Linked DNA regions of Pan troglodytes: region 2 is linked to region 1. Evidence: chromatin contacts called from public capture Hi-C data. All regions are on one chromosome and are shown on one strand. Each heading gives the region's core, a stretch centred on a gene start, on an enhancer-like site or on the middle of the called end of the contact. The rest is flanking DNA. Distances are from core to core; before and after follow the strand shown. Region 1 overlaps UNC5CL (unc-5 family C-terminal like). Region 2 overlaps UNC5CL (unc-5 family C-terminal like).

Evidence for each region. Capture Hi-C pulls out chosen DNA fragments and counts their contacts.
Region 2: a capture Hi-C map of stem cell-derived neural stem cells shows a contact between it and region 1, with 5 times the contacts expected there. The contact joins two enhancer-like sites. A contact is called at or near these places in 4 of 7 Hi-C or Micro-C datasets (blood, induced pluripotent stem cells and stem cell-derived neural progenitor cells) and 1 of 1 other capture datasets (stem cell-derived neural stem cells).

Annotation. Positions count from the first base shown.
Region 1 is chr5:46,780,920-46,784,087 of NHGRI_mPanTro3-v2.0_pri, reverse strand. All of the region lies in intron 11 of UNC5CL (unc-5 family C-terminal like), which reads left to right. Among named protein-coding and RNA genes, the nearest start is that of UNC5CL, 150 kb to the left of the region's middle. Within about 2 kb of position 1,372, at least 2 of the 24 cell types and tissues checked have an H3K27ac peak or open chromatin away from gene starts, as enhancers often do. A contact at or near this core is called in stem cell-derived neural stem cells, where this site is marked.
Region 2 is chr5:46,918,553-46,921,560 of NHGRI_mPanTro3-v2.0_pri, reverse strand. UNC5CL (unc-5 family C-terminal like) reads left to right here. Exons shown (of 15, transcript XM_063812970.1): 9 at 732-1,344. The coding sequence ends at 954. Among named protein-coding and RNA genes, the nearest start is that of UNC5CL, 12 kb to the left of the region's middle. Within about 2 kb of position 1,435, at least 15 of the 24 cell types and tissues checked have an H3K27ac peak or open chromatin away from gene starts, as enhancers often do. A contact at or near this core is called in stem cell-derived neural stem cells, where this site is marked.

The DNA of each region.
Region 1 (3,168 bases), core at 123-2,622:
TGGAGTGCACTTCATGTGTTAGTCTCTTCAAATGGACTGAGGATCCTAGCAGACGTATTACATATTTCTCTTCTTCCCAGCAGAGTCTCACTGTCAGCTATTTGGTATATTAAATTATATTGAGAATCTATATTAACTTATAGTAAGAATCAAGATCCACAGTAGAGAGGATGGGGAAGCAGGTTATCTTCCTGACCATCCCCTGTGGGTGGGGTTAATGCCACAGGTTCTGGGCCACACAGAGCTGAGATTGAGAACTGGCTGTCTGTGTGATGTTGGGCAGCTTACTCAGTGACTCTGGGCCTCAGCTACCCAATCCATCAAACAGAGATACTAACACCTACCCTAAGGATGTTCAGACAATTAAATGAGATACTGCATGCGAACATTCAGCATATATGAATCCTGTCCAGTAGCAAGTGCTTGCTAACTGGTAATCACTATCGTCCTGAGGTCCTTTTCTAGCACCCAGCTCAAGATTGGAGCTCTAGCATCATGTTTTGAAGGAAGAAGGGAAAATAATTTTGCTAGTGAAAAAAAGCCTGGAGGAGCATGGGCTTGCCAAGAGTTAAGGGAGCAAGCATAGACCAGGATGGGAAAGATAAGCAGAGAGCTATCTTGGGAAGAGCTCCGTAAGGACTCTCAACAAAGGCAACATCACAAAAACAAAAGCAAAAGGATTCTCAATGAAGAACAGACTGGCCACAGGAAGCTGGTTATAGAGAGATCCAAAATGGAGGCGGAAACTGGTATGAAGAACTCCAAGTCTGGGTCCTACAACTATTCTGTATCTTTGCTGTTTCTTAGCAATTCAAATGTTTCTAGCATGAAGAAATGACAAATATTTTGTCATTTTGTCTTTGTGGAGTCTGCTCTGCCTCCTTGACCACTCTGTCATGTTTATGTAATTAGCATGGTAGAAAGAACATGCATATTGGAGTCAGAGAACTCTGGGTTTGAGTCCCTGCTTTATCACTTACCCACCTGTGTGATCCTGTCAAAGTTATTTAACTCCCCGTGCCTCAGTTTCCTCATCTGTAAAATGGGCTAACTCACTTCAGCCAGTTACTATGTGGTGTAAATGAGATTAGTGTGAATAAACTGGCTGGCACAATGCTGACGCGTAGTAGGCACTCAGTAATTATTTTTGCCTCGTTTTTCCTTGTGCCGTAAGTCAGAAAGTTTCTATTGCCCTTGAGAAGAAGGTCTTAAAAGCATATTTTGTCCTGTCTGGAAAACCCGTTCTGAGGATGGAAAATTTTGCTGACGAGTGAACTTGGAAGGATCATGTTTCCACGGTCAGGGCAGAAAGGAAGAGGCCCAAGCCCTGGGGAAGGAATGGCATCAGGACACAGCTTTGTGGTGGTGACCCACAACCGCGGGCCCAGCAGGCCCTGTGGAACTCCCACATTGACTTCCCTATCTATGAAACAGTGCCAGTAACTCAGTCTCAATGCTTCCTTCCCCTTCCCTGTTCCCTGAGGATCCCAGGACTGGGAACTCCAGTTGTGGCGGCTCCATAGCACCTCCTCTGCTGCCTCCCAGAGGTCACTTCCAGGATGGTCGTCCCAGAGGAGCCCTCCTTCCAAGATACAAATGGCCTTGGCCCCTCTTCACCTGACCCAGAGGCCGATTAAGAGGTCTGTGGGGGTCCGGAGGGATATCTCTCAAAGGGCCCCTCCCACCACCCAATATATCGTAACTCACAATTGTACAGCACTTGGAAGCTGTCAAAAACGCTTTTGCATTCCCCATAATGTAGGCAGGGAAGCTATTTTACAGAAAAGGGAAATGGAGCCTCAGAGAAGAGACCTGCTTCCGACAGCATGGCTAATAAATGTTGGAACCAGGACTTGAACCCAGGAACTCCCAGCCCAGGGACATTCTGTTTTATAAATACGGAGGGCACAACGTTCCATCCCTTTGACTTGTAATTAGTGGGTGTTGTATGTATGGTTATGAGCTTTACCCATATTTTTTGGTGCTAGGAGGGAATCTGTCTTCCTTCCCCACTACTCTTCCTCTCCCACACCACTGTTTCCTTGAGTCTCTAAAAGGTGTCCTGAAGTACAGAACTCCACCCCCCATCTCCTGGAGGGCCTCACTGACCCACCTGTGGTTGCCTCTAACACCCAGGCTTGAGGAGTGAAGCCATTTCCCAACCTGCTAATGGCACTGCTGGGAGCTCAAGAAAGCTATGCTTTCAGGTGATGCATTGTCATGCCGGTCTACACGAACATCTCTGTCCCCTGTAACAGCATCTGCCACAGCAGCAGCCCAGCTCAAATGGCAGGCAAAAAAACTTGTCTGGTGCATTCCATTAGAGAGCAGGAAGTTACCAGCATTGATTGAAATTCTCAGGTAGAGTGAGTACCGGGTGGCATTTGAAGAGGATAATTTAATTCAATAGTTTATATTCCACTTAAGTTCCTCCTCTATCTGACTGCTAGTAAACAGCTGTAAACTGCCTCAGCTGTCTTAGAGGTGAAGAGGAAACACAGTCTAGAAAGTAAAATGGTGATAGCAGGACAGAATCTCAAGAGACCAAAAACCCCTGGGAAAATAGGCATAGGTGGCCTGGTGTGTGAAGGGTGGGTCCAGGTGCAGGAGGACCCATTCCCTCCTGGGCCCCCACTGTGCAATGATGAGCTCACAATCAATGATCACTGACGGTTCCTCCTGCTCTGAACTCCACACTGTTACTGGGGAGCTCAGTGGAGTGGGGAAGGAAGCTGAGAATGTGGATTCAGAAAACCAGAGCTCAAACCCGGTCTTGGCTCTTACTTCTTGCAGGAACTTTGGGGCAATCCACACTGTCTGTCTCCCTTCAGGGTGCAATGAGAGGCAAAAGAAAGAACGTATATGACAGCGTCTTATGCCCGGGAGGGCCAGTTGGATGTTAGTAGTTACTGTTGCATCGTTATTGGAACAGAGAAGCCCCCAAAGGCCTGCTTCCCACCGTTCTCCTTGCCCAAGGGCTGGGGATCCTGCAGGAGGGCCAGATCTGTGCTCAATCCAGGCAGGCAGTCACCCTGTGATTTGAAAACTGTCCAAACTATGCCCGGCCCAGCAAAGCTTGCCTCCGCATAATGGACCTGTTAAAGCATGGTAGTCTGTTGCCTTAAAAGGGTAATGGTGACATCTTCTCAACCCCTGACATCTAAGCCT
Region 2 (3,008 bases), core at 186-2,685, 140 kb before region 1:
GGGGTGAACTAGAAAGGGCTTCAGGGAGGAAGTGATGGGGAAGAGATCAGCCATTTTGTTTTGGGGAGTAGCAGAGGTGGCTGTGGGTGTAGTGTGTGCAAGGCGAGAAAGAGAGAGGCCTGAGCTAAGGGGGTTCAGGATGGGAGAAAGGAGAGAAAGCATAAAGACAGGGCAAGGCCAGGTGCTGGATGAGCCAGAAAGGCTCATGGAGCATGGGCTGGTTAGGAGGTGAGAGACTCTGGAAGGTTTTAGTGGACGGGAGGGTCGTGATAAAAAGCCATGGTTTACAGCAACTGTTTCCTTAGTAGTGAGCAGGATGTTGTGGCCTAGGAGAGAGGGAGGAAGGAGGGAGTTAGGAGGCTAGGGGGAGACTAGGGGGAGGCTAGGGGTGTATTTGGAGTGGGGGAGGTAGAGAAGGCAATTACAGGACATCAGAACTGTAGCAAACTTAGAGGTCCTCTTGTCTAAGCCCTCATCTTAATAAGAGGAAACTGAAGCCTAGAGAGGAGTAGGGGTCAGAGTTGGCCTCCAAGCCAGGACAATCTCAAGTTTCAAAGCCCTGGGGCTTCCCACCTCCTGTGCCCTGGAAGGCAGGCAAGAGCAGGACAAGGACAAAAGCTACAGGATGGGGGAGGGACGGACCTTGCGCTGCGCAGCCCAGGGAGCCTGCAGCAGTGGGGGAGCCCCTCCCTGCTCCTACCCCCTTCTCTTCCTCCCCCACCTCGGGCCAGGTTCCTGTCCTGCCAGCGCAGCCCCGCAGCGGCCATCCTGGAGTTGTTTGAGGAGCAGAACGGCAGCCTGCAGGAGCTGCACTACCTCATGACCGTCATGGAGCGGCTAGACTGCGCCTCCGCCATCCAGAACTACCTGAGTGGGACACACGGCGGCAGCCCAGGCCCCGAGCGCGGGGGCGCCCGGGATAACCAGGGCCTGGAGCTGGACGAGAAGCTCTGAGCGCCCAGCGGGCAGGGCCGGAGGAGGTGTGGGGGCGAGAGGGGTTGTTCTCCTACGCCTAAGAGGAACACAGCAGCTGTTCCTGGCTGTGCCCACCACCCTTCCCAGAACCCTCGGACGGTGCCAGGGCCGCCCGCGTCCTCGCCAGCCTCCCAGCAGCAGGCGCGCCCTTCCGGCCGCGAGCTGTCCCGCGTGCGGGTCCCCTCCTGGCCGGCAGAGGGCGCAGGAGCCCAGGAGATGGCCTCAGCGTGGCCAGCCTGCCAAACTGACCAGGGGACGGCCACGGTCCCCGCGTGCACTTTAGGGCCGGTCAGGCCCTAAAGTATTCACTGAGCACTTAGGAAGACCGGGCATTGGGCTGGTGTCATGAAGAATACTGGAATATAGGAGGTAGGGTCTGGAGCCCTGACAAGCACACAGTTCTTTTGCAGGAGTCAAGATGCGCTCATAGGAGCCAAGGGCAAACTCGAAAACCGCCCTGCCCTGTGGTTAGGGGAGGTGGGTGTGGCTTTAGGAGTTGAGAGGGGAAGAGCTGAGTGCGGGCTGGAGCAGCGAGAATGCTTCACGGAGGATGTTGGGGAGAGAGGATTTGATTTGCCGAGTGGTTTGGAGATCTTTAGGGGCGGGTAGGGGAAGAGGGTGGCTGGACTTAAGGTAGGAGCCGAAAGTGGGCATGGGAGCCCAGCCCCGTGGGTGTGAGGCCAGGGTAGGACGAGGCTTCCCGGCTAGGCACGCCTGGCTGTCTGCCTCTGCCTCTACTAACTTCCTTTGTCTCTTTATCCTCCTGCTTAGGCCGTGTCTTCCTCTCTCTCTGCCATTTTCTCTATCAGAAAACATTAAAGCTGAGTAGAAATTTCAAGATGATCATTCTGGCCCAGCCCTTTTATCTCTTTATCTCCAATGGTGTGCGTTTTAAGTTTCTCTGACTTGGTTTTTCTGTCCCTGTCTCCCACAGTTGTTCCCGCTCTGCACCTGTGTTTCAGTTACTCTCTCTCTCTGTCTTAGATCTTTTTGTTTCTGCCTAGTCTCTGTGCCCTGTCTTTGTGTGTTTCTTTCTCTGCCTGAAACCCTCCCTCTTTTCCCTTCAGGCATGTGTCTCTAAACCAATGTTATGTATCAAAGACTGTTGAAAGAGACAGGGCTACTCTAGGAATGGATGGGTGGGGATATTTTCCCCATGGATCAAGATCCAGTTTAGGGTCAGGAAATAAAGGATAGGGATAAAAGAGCACCCCATTCAGTCAGCAGATACTTTTTCAGCACCTACTATGTGTTAGATACTGTATACAAAAGACATGAATGGGCTGGGTCCTGAACAGAGAATAAAGGGTTTGACTCCATTCTGGAAATGCTTTTGTTTGCAAACAGGTGTTGTTAATTTGTTCAAAGGCAGGCAAACAATCTCTCTGGCAACACAATTTTCTTCTGTATTTAATTAAAAAATATTAAAGCTTTTTTTCTATGATGAATGATAAAATATGAAAATTGCCTTCCTTTGTTACTAACTATATTTTGCTCAGATTGGCAAATTTGGATGTGAGTATGAATGATTTTATTTGGTAAAATTGTACCTATGGGGATGGGTTGGAGGGAAGCATTTTGTAGATTGTGCTTCCAGTATGAAAATTATCTGGGTCCCGCATGGTAAGTCAGGGAGGTTCCCTTCCTTTTCTGTTAGATGCAAGCCTTCAGAAGCAGGCCTTTCCATCCCTTCCCTGTTCCCCTATCCCCACCAGTCCTCTCCTACCCTTCTCATCTGTCCTCCTTACCCCACCGGGCGCTGCCGGTCATGCCAGATTAGTGCCCCAGCCTTTTCCCCCTTCACTTAGCTCAGGATTGAACTGTGCAGTAGCCCGGCACTGTTTAGCCAAAGACATCATTGTGTTCCTTCCTACCCTGGAAAAAATCATTTTAAGAGTTTCACATCTACTGGAGTTGCAAATAGAAGCCACACAGATTCCAGTGATGGGAATAGAATGCTTTCTGGCCCCAACTCCAATTTCTCAAAATGGGTTTCCAGTGCTGGCAAAGGGAGGCTTGGAAATCCTGGGGTA